3 separate regions of the Mus musculus genome follow, and regions 2 and 3 are each linked to region 1. Evidence: chromatin contacts called from public Hi-C and HiChIP or PLAC-seq data. All regions are on one chromosome and are shown on one strand. The core of a region is the stretch at or near the end of the contact, and the rest is flanking DNA. Distances in the headings are between cores, read along the strand shown.

What was found. Hi-C and Micro-C count contacts between places; a contact is called where the count stands out from the background. HiChIP or PLAC-seq counts read pairs in DNA pulled down with a chosen protein or histone mark.
Region 2: a Hi-C map of peritoneal macrophages shows a contact between it and region 1, with 8 times the contacts expected there. The contact joins the enhancer-like site here to the promoter of Tnfrsf21 in region 1. A contact is called at or near these places in 11 of 39 promoter capture datasets (3T3-L1-derived adipocytes, the C10 cell line, the HPC-7 cell line and 6 more), 28 of 484 Hi-C or Micro-C datasets (B cells, the Ba/F3 cell line, the C10 cell line and 17 more), 22 of 115 datasets of contacts at active chromatin or transcription factors (the HPC-7 cell line, acute myeloid leukemia, bone marrow-derived dendritic cells and 14 more) and 5 of 9 other capture datasets (adipose tissue, embryonic stem cells, liver and 2 more).
Region 3: a contact with region 1 is called in an H3K4me3 HiChIP or PLAC-seq map of fetal liver, with 2.7 times the contacts expected there. The contact joins the enhancer-like site here to the promoter of Tnfrsf21 in region 1. A contact is called at or near these places in 4 of 39 promoter capture datasets (the HPC-7 cell line, embryonic stem cells, erythroid cells and 1 more), 1 of 15 datasets of contacts at CTCF or cohesin (embryonic stem cells), 22 of 484 Hi-C or Micro-C datasets (ECoMG myeloid progenitors, bone marrow-derived dendritic cells, cerebral cortex and 10 more), 14 of 115 datasets of contacts at active chromatin or transcription factors (the HPC-7 cell line, PVALB interneurons, VIP interneurons and 8 more) and 4 of 9 other capture datasets (adipose tissue, embryonic stem cells, macrophages and 1 more).

What each region holds. Positions count from the first base shown.
Region 1 is chr17:43,014,884-43,018,893 of GRCm38.p6, forward strand. Tnfrsf21 (tumor necrosis factor receptor superfamily, member 21) reads left to right here and starts at 1,672. Exons shown (of 6, transcript NM_178589.3): 1 at 1,672-2,209. The coding sequence starts at 2,114.
Region 2 is chr17:43,136,101-43,140,110 of GRCm38.p6, forward strand. No RefSeq gene overlaps it. Among named protein-coding and RNA genes, the nearest start is that of E130008D07Rik, 20 kb to the right of the region's middle. Within about 2 kb of position 1,906, at least 108 of the 459 cell types and tissues checked have an H3K27ac peak or open chromatin away from gene starts, as enhancers often do. A contact at or near this core is called in acute myeloid leukemia, adipose tissue, bone marrow-derived dendritic cells and 13 more, where this site is marked.
Region 3 is chr17:43,089,493-43,093,502 of GRCm38.p6, forward strand. No RefSeq gene overlaps it. Among named protein-coding and RNA genes, the nearest start is that of Gm34627, 26 kb to the right of the region's middle. Within about 2 kb of position 2,314, at least 11 of the 459 cell types and tissues checked have an H3K27ac peak or open chromatin away from gene starts, as enhancers often do. A contact at or near this core is called in PVALB interneurons and fetal liver, where this site is marked.

The DNA.
Region 1 (4,010 bases), core at 422-2,921:
AAGGCCCGTGAAAAATTGAATTCTGATGATTAGTGCCCCATAAGGACCTTATGGAACATGAAAACAATAGGAAGAACAAAGAGAACGAGCAGGTCAGAACCACACTTACCCAAATTAAAGTCTCCCAGCTTGGAAGATCAAATCATACATTACCTCAAGTAACTCATATTTGTCTGCAAGGTGTCAGCTGACCCCTTTTCTTTAATATCTCACTTCCCACCCCCACCCCCTTTTAAACAGAAAGACCTTTGATTGTGGTGGCCAATAATTTGAAGTTTTGAAGAATTAATTGGCCCTATTATACATGAAGACATAGTAATCCCCCTTCACTTTTGGAAGCCTCGGAGAGAGTTTGAGAATTTCAAGTTGAAATATCACCCCCTTTCACAAAATTCTGTATTTAAGGATAGTATTTTTCAGAATTTAAAAAAATTTTTTACTGGAAACTTAATATTACAGCATTCCCCTTCAGGGTTTATGGTCAAGCTTTTTTAAATATATGTTTTATTTCTTTAACTGGCAGATGTTTGAAAGATGAGAGTAGGATTAATCCTCATATTAATTTTTAAATACATCTCATTCTTCCAAAGAATGCCGAGAAAAAGAACCAACTCTCCATGTAGTAACTGGCAAGGAAGGAAATAGGGCTCCTACCATGGCAACTCCCTGTCAGGGATGCTTAGTGTTGTTTCTGTCCAGGTTCCTCACTGCTGAGAACAAATAGCCAACAATACTGAGAGACGGGGAGGTTTCTTCTGGCTAACAGTTTCAGGGATACAGTTATTGCAGGAGAGGAGAGGAGAGGAGAGGAGAGGAGAGGAGAGGAGAGGAGAGGAGAGGAGAGGAGAGGAGAGGAGAGGAGAGGAGAGGAGGCAGCTGGTTAAACCGGGTCTGCAGTCAGGAAGCAGGGGAGCCACACATAAATGCCGAGACTACACTTGCTTTTTCCTTTTGCTCCACTGTGAGAACACAGCAGACCTCAAAACACAGCAGTTTGGGAACCAACACACACGTCTCTTTGTGTCTGGCAATTGATGTAAGCTCCATGGTTTTTGCTTTTTTTCTAGCTCCTTTAATTGATTGATTGATTGATTGATTGATTGATTGATTTCTGAGACTGGATTTTGCTCTGTAAGCCAGGCTTGTGTAGAACTCCAATTTTGGCTGGCCTGGAATTGGAGAAGTTCATATTCTCATTATACAGAGTGCTTAATGGCACCGTTATGCTCAGGTCATTCATTCATTCATTCATTCATTCATGCATGCATGCATGCATGCATGCATGAGATAGGAGTTTTCTGTGTAGCTCAGAATTTCCCTCCAACTTCAAATTCTCCTTCCTCAGCTTTCCTGGCAATGAAAATACAGGCCTGCGCCATTATGCGCAAGTTATATTGGCTGTTGTTAATATTTATGTTAGGAAAAGAAAATAGTCTCTGTTTTACATACAATCTACTTGGAATCATTTTTTTTTTTTAAAGTTAAGTCGGGGTGAGGGGTGTGTGCAGGTTAACAAGCAAACGCAATTCCTCCAGCTAACGCCAAGGGGCACCCTCTCCTTCCCCTCGGTTTCTGGAGCGCCTTGAGTTCTTTCCATCTGCACAAAGAGCCCGGCCTCCTCCCGGGTGACATCACAAAGGGTCGTTCTCCGCCCCTTCGGCGCCACCACGTGTGTCCCCGAGCTGAGTGGCCATCCGACTCAGTCCCTCGCCGGCCGGTCTAGGCAGCGGAGGAGGCGAGTGCTTGATAGTGGCTGGAAGCTTCGCTATGGGAAGTCGCTCTTTAGCACTGTCGCGGCTAGCCCTGCTCTCTGGTTCTCCGCAGCCGCTGTCGTTGGAGAGCACCGGGAGGCGCGGGTTGCGAGCGCGCCTGCTTCTCACCGCCCGGGCGCCAGCGCCCCTGGGCAGGTGCTGAGCGCCTTTCGGAGCCTCCCCTGCTGCCTCCCTCTTCCGCCTGGGTGCCTGGCTGCTGCAGTGCACATGGGCTGCTGGAGGTAGATGGGCTCACCGCCCGTGAGGCGGCGGTGGATGCGGCGCTGGGCAGAAACAGCCACCAATTCCAGCTGCCGTGGGGCCGAGCGCCCCGGGCGCCGCTGCGAGCCCCGAGCTCGGCCATGGGGACCCGGGCAAGCAGCATCACCGCCCTCGCCTCTTGCAGCCGCACCGCCGGCCAAGTCGGAGCCACGATGGTCGCCGGCTCTCTTCTCCTGGTGAGCGATAGGAGGGGACCCTAGGGTGGCGGCTACGTTCGAGCCTGTGTCCGGGAGCCGGGCGGGTCCTCGGGCCCGTAGTGCCGGAGGCGCGCGGTGGGACCAGACGGGTTGGAAGGGTTGGTTACAAGGCAATAGCCAGACCGAGGAGGACTCCTACTAGATCGTGTGTGTGTGTGTGTGTGTGTGTGTGTGTGTGTGTGTGTGTGTGGTGAGCTAAGGCTAGTGAGTGTTAAAGAATTATTTTTCTTGCAATCTGGCTGCTTGAAGGAGGCGCGAGAGGTGTCCGCCTCGAGGTCCTGCGCATTTTTGGGTTTTTGCCCCCGACTCGGCCTATCTCGCACCCCAACACCCAGCCTCACCCCAATATCATTCGCTGCCAGACCCTCGGCGCGGTGCGAGGCCCGAGTAGTCCTGTCAGTAGCCAGCTGCCGGTTGTGGCCGCTCCTTTGTCGCTACTGCAATGTCATGTCCGGATGCTACCGCAGTGGAGACAGCCGGATCGGTGCGCTCCGGACGCGAGCAACCGCTGCATGCTTCCGCGCGCGAAGCTTTCCGGAGTAGGGCGCAGGCCACCCCTTGCTTCAGCTTCCTTGCTTCTCTCCTCCCTCTTAGTTCAGATGGGTCCTGATTTCTGCAAGCCAAAAGAAGAAGAAGAAGAAGGAGCCCGGGTGGGTGGTGGGGGTGGGGTGGGAGGGGGAGGAGGAGAAGAAGGACCCAGAGACCCAGGCGCCTCTAAAGCACAGGCTTGGAGCCAACCGGCGCTGTGGCTCTCAGTCGAGGGGGAGGGGAAAGAGCTACATAAAGGACGATTAATTTTCCCCATCCTTTTCTTATTTCTCCCTTTCTGTGTTTAGACATGTCACCAAGCAAGATGATGCAGGCTCTCTCAGCACCCAAATCTGGGGCGTGCCCGGATTGCAATCCTCCATCACTTTATCTGATCAAAACCTGACATCATCCCTTATCCAAAACTTACCCCCAGCTGGCCCTTTATTTCCAATATTGGGGCCAAGTGGGGAATTAGGTGGAAGAAAATTTGAATTCAAACCCTTGAGATGCTATAAACCAATCATGTCTTTCATCCCTGCAGGGAGGATGAAGGTTGTTAGCTAAAAACTAAACAAAAACAAAAAAGAGCTTGTTTTCATGGTTGGGCTGTGTAAGGGAAGGCAGGCCTCTTGTCTCCTTCCTCTAAAGGGCTTACTGCCTGGCCAGCCAAGATCTACTGCTTCCATCCCAAGGCATGACAGTTGCTATGGCCTGGGAATTCATTCTACAGACATTCTGGTTCTCTCTGTCTCTCTCTGTCTCTCTCTCTGGCTGACTCTCTTTCTGTGTGTGTGTGTGTGTGTGTGTGTGTGTGTGTGTGTGTGTGTGTGTGTGTGTGTGTGTGTTTAGGGAGAGAGAGAGAGAGAGAGAGAGAGAGAGAGAGAGAGAGAGAGAGAGAGAGGGCTAAAGAAAGTTTGTTGTTCTTAGCATTTATGAGGTAAATCTCAGTGTCCCTTGAGAGACGCTTTTCTGTCTTTTTATAACAATGGCAAAGTCCAAGCCCTTTAAACAAGTGTGGATAGTAAATAATCAGAGAGTCTTTGGGACCGTGGACTTGAATTGACAGTCTTAGATTGAACGAGTTCAAGGAAGCACTGATCCTAATGACCTGAGTTAGGTCCCTTGCTGAGTTCCCTCCAAAGGTCTTAGACCTGCTTCCGTGATGAGCATATACTGCCGTGTGTCCCTGCTCCACACAGATACAATCCTTATACAATACTTATAGATCAGTCCACTCAAATCCAATCTA
Region 2 (4,010 bases), core at 656-3,155, 120 kb after region 1:
GGTTGTAAAATTAGGGGCTGGGTGATGAGGCAGCAACTTCCGAGTGCCTATTCTGTGCATGTCTTTGTACATTTATCAAGGCCCTCAAATCACCCTCACAGAGCAGATATTGGCCCCTTGTTTTGCAAATAGGGATACCGAGGTCCAGAGAGAGGTACTAAGACTACAAAGGGAGATGCCACCCCCAAATCCTTCTTTCTTTATCTCCAAGTAATTCTAGCCAAGGACCACATGGGAGGGTGGGTGGGCTCAGCCCAGCTCTCCTTCTAAGAACAAAAAGGACTTATGATGTCCCCTGGGCTCCCCATTTCTCTGTGAGAGTTTTTAGGCTCAACCCATGAGGCCTAGACCTTCCTGAGAATGGACAGGCAATTTATGGTAGCTGAGGAAAGGAGGAAACATTTTCTTTAGCTGTGTGACTGACCACTGATGAGTGGCACATGTGCCTATAAACTCACTGGGTAACATACACAGAGGGGCATGAAAAAAAGAGGGGGGCTAGTTGAGAAGAAGGGAGGGGATCAGGAGTGGGAGGGAGAGAAGAAAGGGGAGCGATGGGTGAATATGATCAATATACATTGTATACAGGGATGGAAATGTCATGATAAGGCCATTATTATATATAATTGATAAATGCTTTTACAAAATCAGAACAGAAAGATAAGCTGAGGAGGAAGTTCAGAATCACAAATAAGTAAAATAACAACAGGGAAAAATCTTTCTCAGAACGTTGCTATGGAGATAGCCACATGCTGTGTGAGTGGAGACCTCAGGTTTTCCTATTGGGCAAGATGCATTGAGTAGCTACAGTCAGGGAAAGCCAGGAGGTCTGAACCTCGATGCCAGAGAGCCCATGCAGAGTTGAGAACAGGAGGAAGGTTCTGAGGAGCCCGGAGGGTGGATGTGGGTGACAACTTCAGAAGAAGAAGGGCAGGCTGGAAGCCAGTATATGGAGACAGATGTCATTCCTGGACCTCACGGCTACCTTGCTGAGCTCACTTTCTGCCAGCAGGAGAAACATGCCCTGAAGATGTGAAGATGCCAGAGACCGGTACAGAAAAGCGAGAGGAGCGTTGTTGTGGTTGGTTGTATGTGCTGACTTGATCAGGCTCCAGGGTGCTCAGGTATTTAGAAAAGCATTTGTAATGGCTGTGTCTGCAAGGGTGTCTTTTGATGTGTGCTACCGTGACCTGGCAGAGTGAAGTATACATTGCTCTCCCCAGCCCTGGTGGACCTCATCCAACCCATTGGAGGCCTGTGTTGTGCAAAATCGCAGAGGTAGGAAAATGTCTTCCCTCTGCCTATTTTTGAGCGTGAGCGTGAATGCTCTTGCCTGTGGAGTAAGACATAGACTGGACCTTACCTGTGTTAGACCTCCATGCTTCTTGGATTAGGATTTGGACTAGAATTTATCAGCTGTTCTGGGTTTGCTGTTGTGACCCACAGGTCATCACACTCCTCAGCCTCTGTAGCACTGTGAGACCATTAGTTATAAGAACTCCTGGAGTTGGAGAGATGGCTCAGAAGTGAAGAATGCTTCCTGCTCTTTCAGAGAACTGGAGGTCAGCTCCCAGCAGCTGTATCACCATCACGTGACTTACAAACACCTGTACCTCCGGTTCCAAGGGATCAAGTGCCCTTTCTTGCCTCTGTGGGCACCCAGACATGTGCATAAACGTACACAGATATACACATAAATAAAGTAAAATAAAATAACATGAATCTTAAAGGAAGAAACCCAGTCAATCATCACCCATCCTGCCTGCATCCTCTTGGTTCTCTTTTTCTCTGGGTCAAATGGATTGCCCCATACAAGCATCTTCTTGCTGCCTTCTCTACAGGCTGGGGCTAAACAGGGAAGTTATGGGTGGGGACAACTTTCAGACAGATCAAGAAGGAGGAAGGAGCGACTCATGATTTTCAAAGACAACACAAATGTTGGCAGTTTGGGGATGTAACCGATGAGGGCAGTGGACTCAGGGGCAGACCCGTGCGCATGCGCCCACGTGTTGCCATGGCACCAACACCATGCGCTCAATGGGATCTAGCCACACTTACGTTAATGCTCTGGTACTACAGAGTTGGAACTTTTAGTAAGTTTGAGCGAGGAGTAATATATCAGTGGTGATGAGCATGCAGGGTTAGGTCCCTTAGAGAAATGGTGACTAGGGTGGGAAGTGACACAGCTGTTGCCATATCAAGGCTAGAGAGTTGCTCCACCGAATAGCCATAAGTCCTAGTATCAGCCTCAGAGTTCAGGAACTCTGCTTTTCTTGTTTGTTTGTTTGTTTGTTTGTTTTCTTCAGACGATTCTGTGAAGGGAAGATGGAAAGTGTTAATTATATAAACTGAAGACGTTTCCCTGTGAAGTAAGGCCAGCCCATACCCAGCCTTAGGCTAAGTTTCACTTGCCCTTTCGCAACACAAACCTTTGTCCCTAGATCTGACTAAGAGGTTAAGCAATGTGAATACCGGTGGCCAGGCCCTTCCTCTCCCCAGAAGAGAGAAGAGGTCCCCGAGGCAGCAGATGTGAGTCAAGTGCCTTGTGGTAGAGGAGGCCACTGGAGTAGACCTGGGAAAAGGTTCTGACACTGTTTATGACTGTTGGGCTGGGCTTGATCAGACCAAGCACCAAACGCAGAGCTATGTATGCGCAGCTCTGACCTTCCTCCAGGGAGGATTTCAGGATGGGTGCTCATGAGGCTCCACTCCTCTATGAGTATCGGTAGGCAGGATTAATGGTTGCCCCAGAAAAGTAATGTTTTCTTCAGTGGTGTAGCTACTGATAAGTTGCCCATGTCATTGTAAATAACCCCTCACTCAGGCTCTTGTGATTAATTCACTGGGGCACATGACATCAATGACATCACACATACACACACACACACACACACACACACAGAGAGAGAGAGAGAGAGAGAGAGAGAGAGAGAATAATAAAAAAATAAAAATTTAAAAATCATCTAGTCTTTGTTAATAAGGATAATATACTTGGTGGTATACTTAAAATTGGTGGCAAAAAATCATGCCCGTAAGTAAGCACTGTCTGAGGGCTTGCGAAAGTTTCTAAACCTGTAGTTACAGGCATCCTCAACAAAAGGCATGGCAAGTCATTGACATTAGTGTCACCCAGGCACACAGCCAACTCAGGTGGGAATTGTTGGCTCTGTAAGGACAGGCAAAGGAAAAGGTCACACTCAAATGGCTCATCTCTGTCATCCTTAGTAGAAAAAATTGAAAATGATATTAGTCAAGAAAGGACTAAATAAGATGATATGCCTAATATTCAGGGAGACCAGGATAATGTTTCAAATGCCCTGGAATAACTGGCTCTGTGTGTGTGTGTGTGTGTGTGTGTGCGTGCACGCGCGCACGCACATGTGAGTGCACAGATTTATGTCTGAATGGTCTTCAGAAATTAGGTGATATTCCACAGGAAGGATTTTCCATCCTATCAAGAACCTAAGAATATTTCAAGGAACCAGATCACTATTTAGGGAAGAGGGAAGGTCGTGTATTATATTAGCCAGATATACTTCACTCAGATATGATTTTGGATTACACATGGTGGTGCACACCTTTAATCCCAGTACTTGAGAAGCAGAGGCAGGACAGGAGACACCCAGGGCCAACGAGACCCACATGAATGCACACCCCCTCATGTGTCAGTGAGAGCTCTCGCACACTCTCCCTCTCATAATGAGAAATGAGAAAAGGAGAAAGATAAAATATCTGCTATTCCTTGTATTAGTCAAAAAACTTCCTGCGTTTGAGGATAGCTTCGTGTGTACTTAGATATTTAGAAAGTCTCAGGTAAACCAGTGCTTAATAGTTTGTCTCAAACAAACAAACAAGCAAACATGATTTGAACCAATGGCATTGGGTAGGAAGGCTTTGGGCTTCAGATAACAAAGCTGAAGGAAGGTCTGCTCTAGCCACAGCTGAACGTCCAGTCCTCTTCTCTAACAGGAAGTCTGCAGGAAGTTGCTCTCCAAGTCCACGCAGCACTT
Region 3 (4,010 bases), core at 1,064-3,563, 75 kb after region 1:
ACGAACTCCAGAGGGCTTGGTCAGCAGTGAGGCGGATGTGGTCCTGTGTTGGTGGGATATCTCAAGCTCACTGCAGGTTTTCCTAAGCTTGGACCCCACCTCTGCGGAATTCCAATGATCAAACGCTAGCAACTTTAACATCCTCTTTTTGTGAGAACCTGGAAGCTGATACTGTGTATACTGTGACCCCCCACGTCAACAACTGGGACTGTCTTCCGGTTTCACTCATCTCTGTGTGGCAGCTTTCAAGATGAACATCCTTGTTTCCCTTCCCTCTTGTTGGTGCATGCCTTTAGTCCATTGGAAGAGAGAGGCAGGAGGATCTTTGATTTTGAAGCTAGCCTGGGAGTTTCAGGACAGCCTGGCTACGCTAACTAAAAAAAAAAAAAAAAAAAAAAAAAAAGATCACACATGCGCACACACGAACACACACATACAGAGCAACAAGAACAAACAAGAATGGGTCAGTTATGATGGGGGAGGAAACAGGTTTTGTCAGGTTCTCACTGTGTCAGAAGATTTAGAACTGAGACATACAATCCATTCATTAATTACTAGTATGTTAAGTTTATAGTTTATTAGTAATTTGGGAATTTTTTATTAATAACCCAAATTTGTGGTTTTATATTTTACAACATATAAAGTTTAATTACTTTATTGGATCTTTAAATTTGTCTTAACGGGTTCCTATTATTATGCCCATTTTACAGATGAAATTGGGCTTGTAAAGCTAAGTATATGAGATGGTTTCTTATCACTAGAACAGAGTCCCTGAAAAGGAAGAAAAGAAATTCTTTAAGGGAGGAAACGTTGATCTTAACTCATGGTTTCCAAGGCTTTAAGTCCATGGTTGGCTGGCTCTGTTGCCTTTGGTTGATGGTAAAGCAGAAACCTGGTAAGAAAACACGACGGTGGAAGGTTGCTTACCTCCTTTCGGCCAGCAAGCAGAGAGACACAGGAAGAGTCTTGGGACAGGATAACTCTTCAGTGGCACAGGTCCAGTGACCTTCTACTAGCTAGAACCCCCTCCCTACCTTATAGTCTATTCAGCTATGAACACATCCATGGTCGAATATACCACTAGCTGAAGCCCAAACCTCCAATAGATGAGCCTTTGTGGGGGACACTTAATATCCGAAGCATAAAACCAAGGAATGTGTTTAAGCCCTCACTGAGAAGGTTAGCAAGGCTAGGTTTGAATCCGTGTTGTGTATGTTTTGGGAAGAAGGGTAGAGCGAGTGGCTGTAATCTAAGACTGTTCATTCTCTTTATAAGATCACTGACCAGAAACCTGTTGCCACCTGAAACAGTGGGCAGAAACATGGCAGTGAAATCTGTCTGGGTCATGAGTAAAGTTCAAATGCAAGTTAAGTAAGTGGTACAAACGTAGGCATGAGAACTAAACATTAGCATTATATGGTGATCCCATGATGCATAGCTTTCCCAGAAGGCAATGCACCATCAGCTACTTTCTTAAAGTACCCAGAGTCAAGTGTGATGGATGGCACACACCTGGAACCCAGCACTCACTTGCAGGCTGGAAGACCAAGGCCTTAGGGTCAGCCTGGGGAGAGGGCTCAGTCAGTAAACCATTTGCCACACAAGCCTGAGAACCTTTGGATACCTGGCACAGCAAAGTACAGGGCTCTGTGGTGCACACCTACAGTCTCCGTGTTGGGCAGACAGAGACAGGAAGATCCCTGGGGCTTGCTGGCTGGCCAGTCTAGCTGAACTGGCAAGCACCAGGCTCAGGCAAGTCACTCCATCTCAAAAAAATAAGGTGTAAAATGGTGGAAGAAGGCATCCAATGTCCAACTGCAGCCTCTGCATATGTATGCACAAGGTCATACACACACAAACACAGAGGAGGAGGAGGACGAGGAGGAAGAGAAGGAAGAGGAGGGATTCAACGTTAGCCTGGGCTACATAGTAAGACCCTGTCTCAAAACAGCCATATAGCTATTGGAGTTATAGTTCATTGACATTTGATCAACAACACTGCAGAAACTGGGTGTGACATTGCATATCTCCCAATTCTTTCACTCCAGAGGTGAAGGCAGGAAAGATAAAAAGTTCAAAATCATCTTTGGGTGTATAGCAAGTTGGAGACCAGCCTGGGACACATTAGATGCTGTAAAAAAAAACAAACCAAACAACTGAAATAAAACAAAAATTCAGCATAAAATACTAAAATATGTGACTTTCTGATTAAAGCTAATGATAGCACCATTTGTACCATAGAAAGGTCTTCTCTGGCTTGCGCTTCTTCCTCTGAGGAGTATAGACAGCTGAAAAGGAAGGCTGCTAGTGTGAGGGCAGAGGAGACAAGAGAGCAACCAGAAGAATAAGAAACAGAAGCAACTGTTGGGAGATCCAAGCCATGTTATGCAGGCAGGCAGGAGAAGGAGTCTGTTCACCAATTTGAAGGACTAAGAAGGAGTTTGTGACCCCTGGGAAAAGACTACAGACTCGATCCAATTATAATGAAAAGATTTGTTGATTAGCTGCTAGCTGGATGAGTAATCTCTGAGCCAACTTCGAGATTACTTCGCAGAAGGGTTACGGGGAAGGACTTTAAAAGGAGAATATCACACAAAGACCTTCAATATCTAGGCAAGCAAGTAACAACTGTTCTATTTTGACAAATTAAGTGATTGAGGCGACTCAAAACAATCTTGGGTTATCTGTGCAACAAGTTACAGAGGCAAAAAAAAAAAGTTAGTCATAACAAGTGTTATGTATGGGGAGGAAGGTGTGACTGAGTCAGGGTTATTGGAAATTTATCTTCCGGGGAATGGAGTTAGAGACTAGTGGGTATGGAAATGAATGCCTAGCATAAAACGGAGCTTCTTTCATTTTCTTCAGAGAGTAATATAGTTCCTGTGGGCTGTTTTAGGCTGAACTCAATTAGATAGGGCTGCTTTTCAAGGAGAAACTGCTTCAAGGAGAGGAAGGAGCTGGGCGAGCATCTGTGGTTCTCCAACTTTCATGTAAATAAGTCACCCGGGAGTGAGCAGCTTGTTCTCTTTAAAAAAGGCTGATTCCCACAATCTGATTGGAGAGGTTTGTGGTGAAATTCAAAAATGAAGCCCTTGCAGGTTTTTGGACCACACTTAGAAAACTATCTTTAGAGAATTTCCGTTCCTGCCAATGGGGACAAGAACAGCTAAGAGGAGCTGGTTAGACTCGCACCTTCAGAGGCCTCCTGTCTACCCTTTTAATGTGCAAATGAGATACCTGAAGGTCCTGCTCACAGGCAGACTCTCCAGGCCTCTTCTGGGAAAGGGCAGCTGGCATCCTGTGTTGCTGCCAAGCTCTTGGGTAATACAGGCACTGCTGGGTTTTTCTTTTTCCCCGTGAAACTGGGTAGTCTGGGATGACTTTACCTTTCAGGAAAGGGGCAGAACAAACACAGGAGTCGATCACTCATTTCACAGGAGGGAAGGAAACACACTTTGATGAGCTGAAGAAACACCCAGAACCAAGCAAATCTGGTCAAAACTTACAACTGGTTGGGGCTGGGCTTGGTAAAAGTGCCTGCAGCAGAAGCACGGGGACAGGAGTTCGGATCCTCAGCATCCATGTTAGAAAATAAGGTAGGTGCAGTGCTGCATGCCCCATGCATGCTCCCAGTGCTGGGGAGGCAGGGACAGCAGAATCCCAGGGGTTTGTTGGCTTGCTAGCTCCAGGGTCCATGAGAGTCTGTGCCTAAATGATAATAAGGTAGAAAGGTGATCAAGAAAGACATAGAACTTTGGGCACACAAAGCCTACCCCTCCTCCAGCAGGATTGTATAACAGCAGCAGAAAGAAAGGAGACTTACAGAAAGAAAGGAGACTCCTCGAAGCCCAACTATTTGGCATTTGTGCAGAGAGCTCTAGGGATGTAGCTTTCAAGGGTGGACTTCTTCACGAGCAGTTGTATTTGGGTTACTCATACTTCTGTAAGTAACTGCAAGAAATTCATCTGGACGCAAGAAGCATCATTTCTTTGTTCCGTTGGCAGTGCCC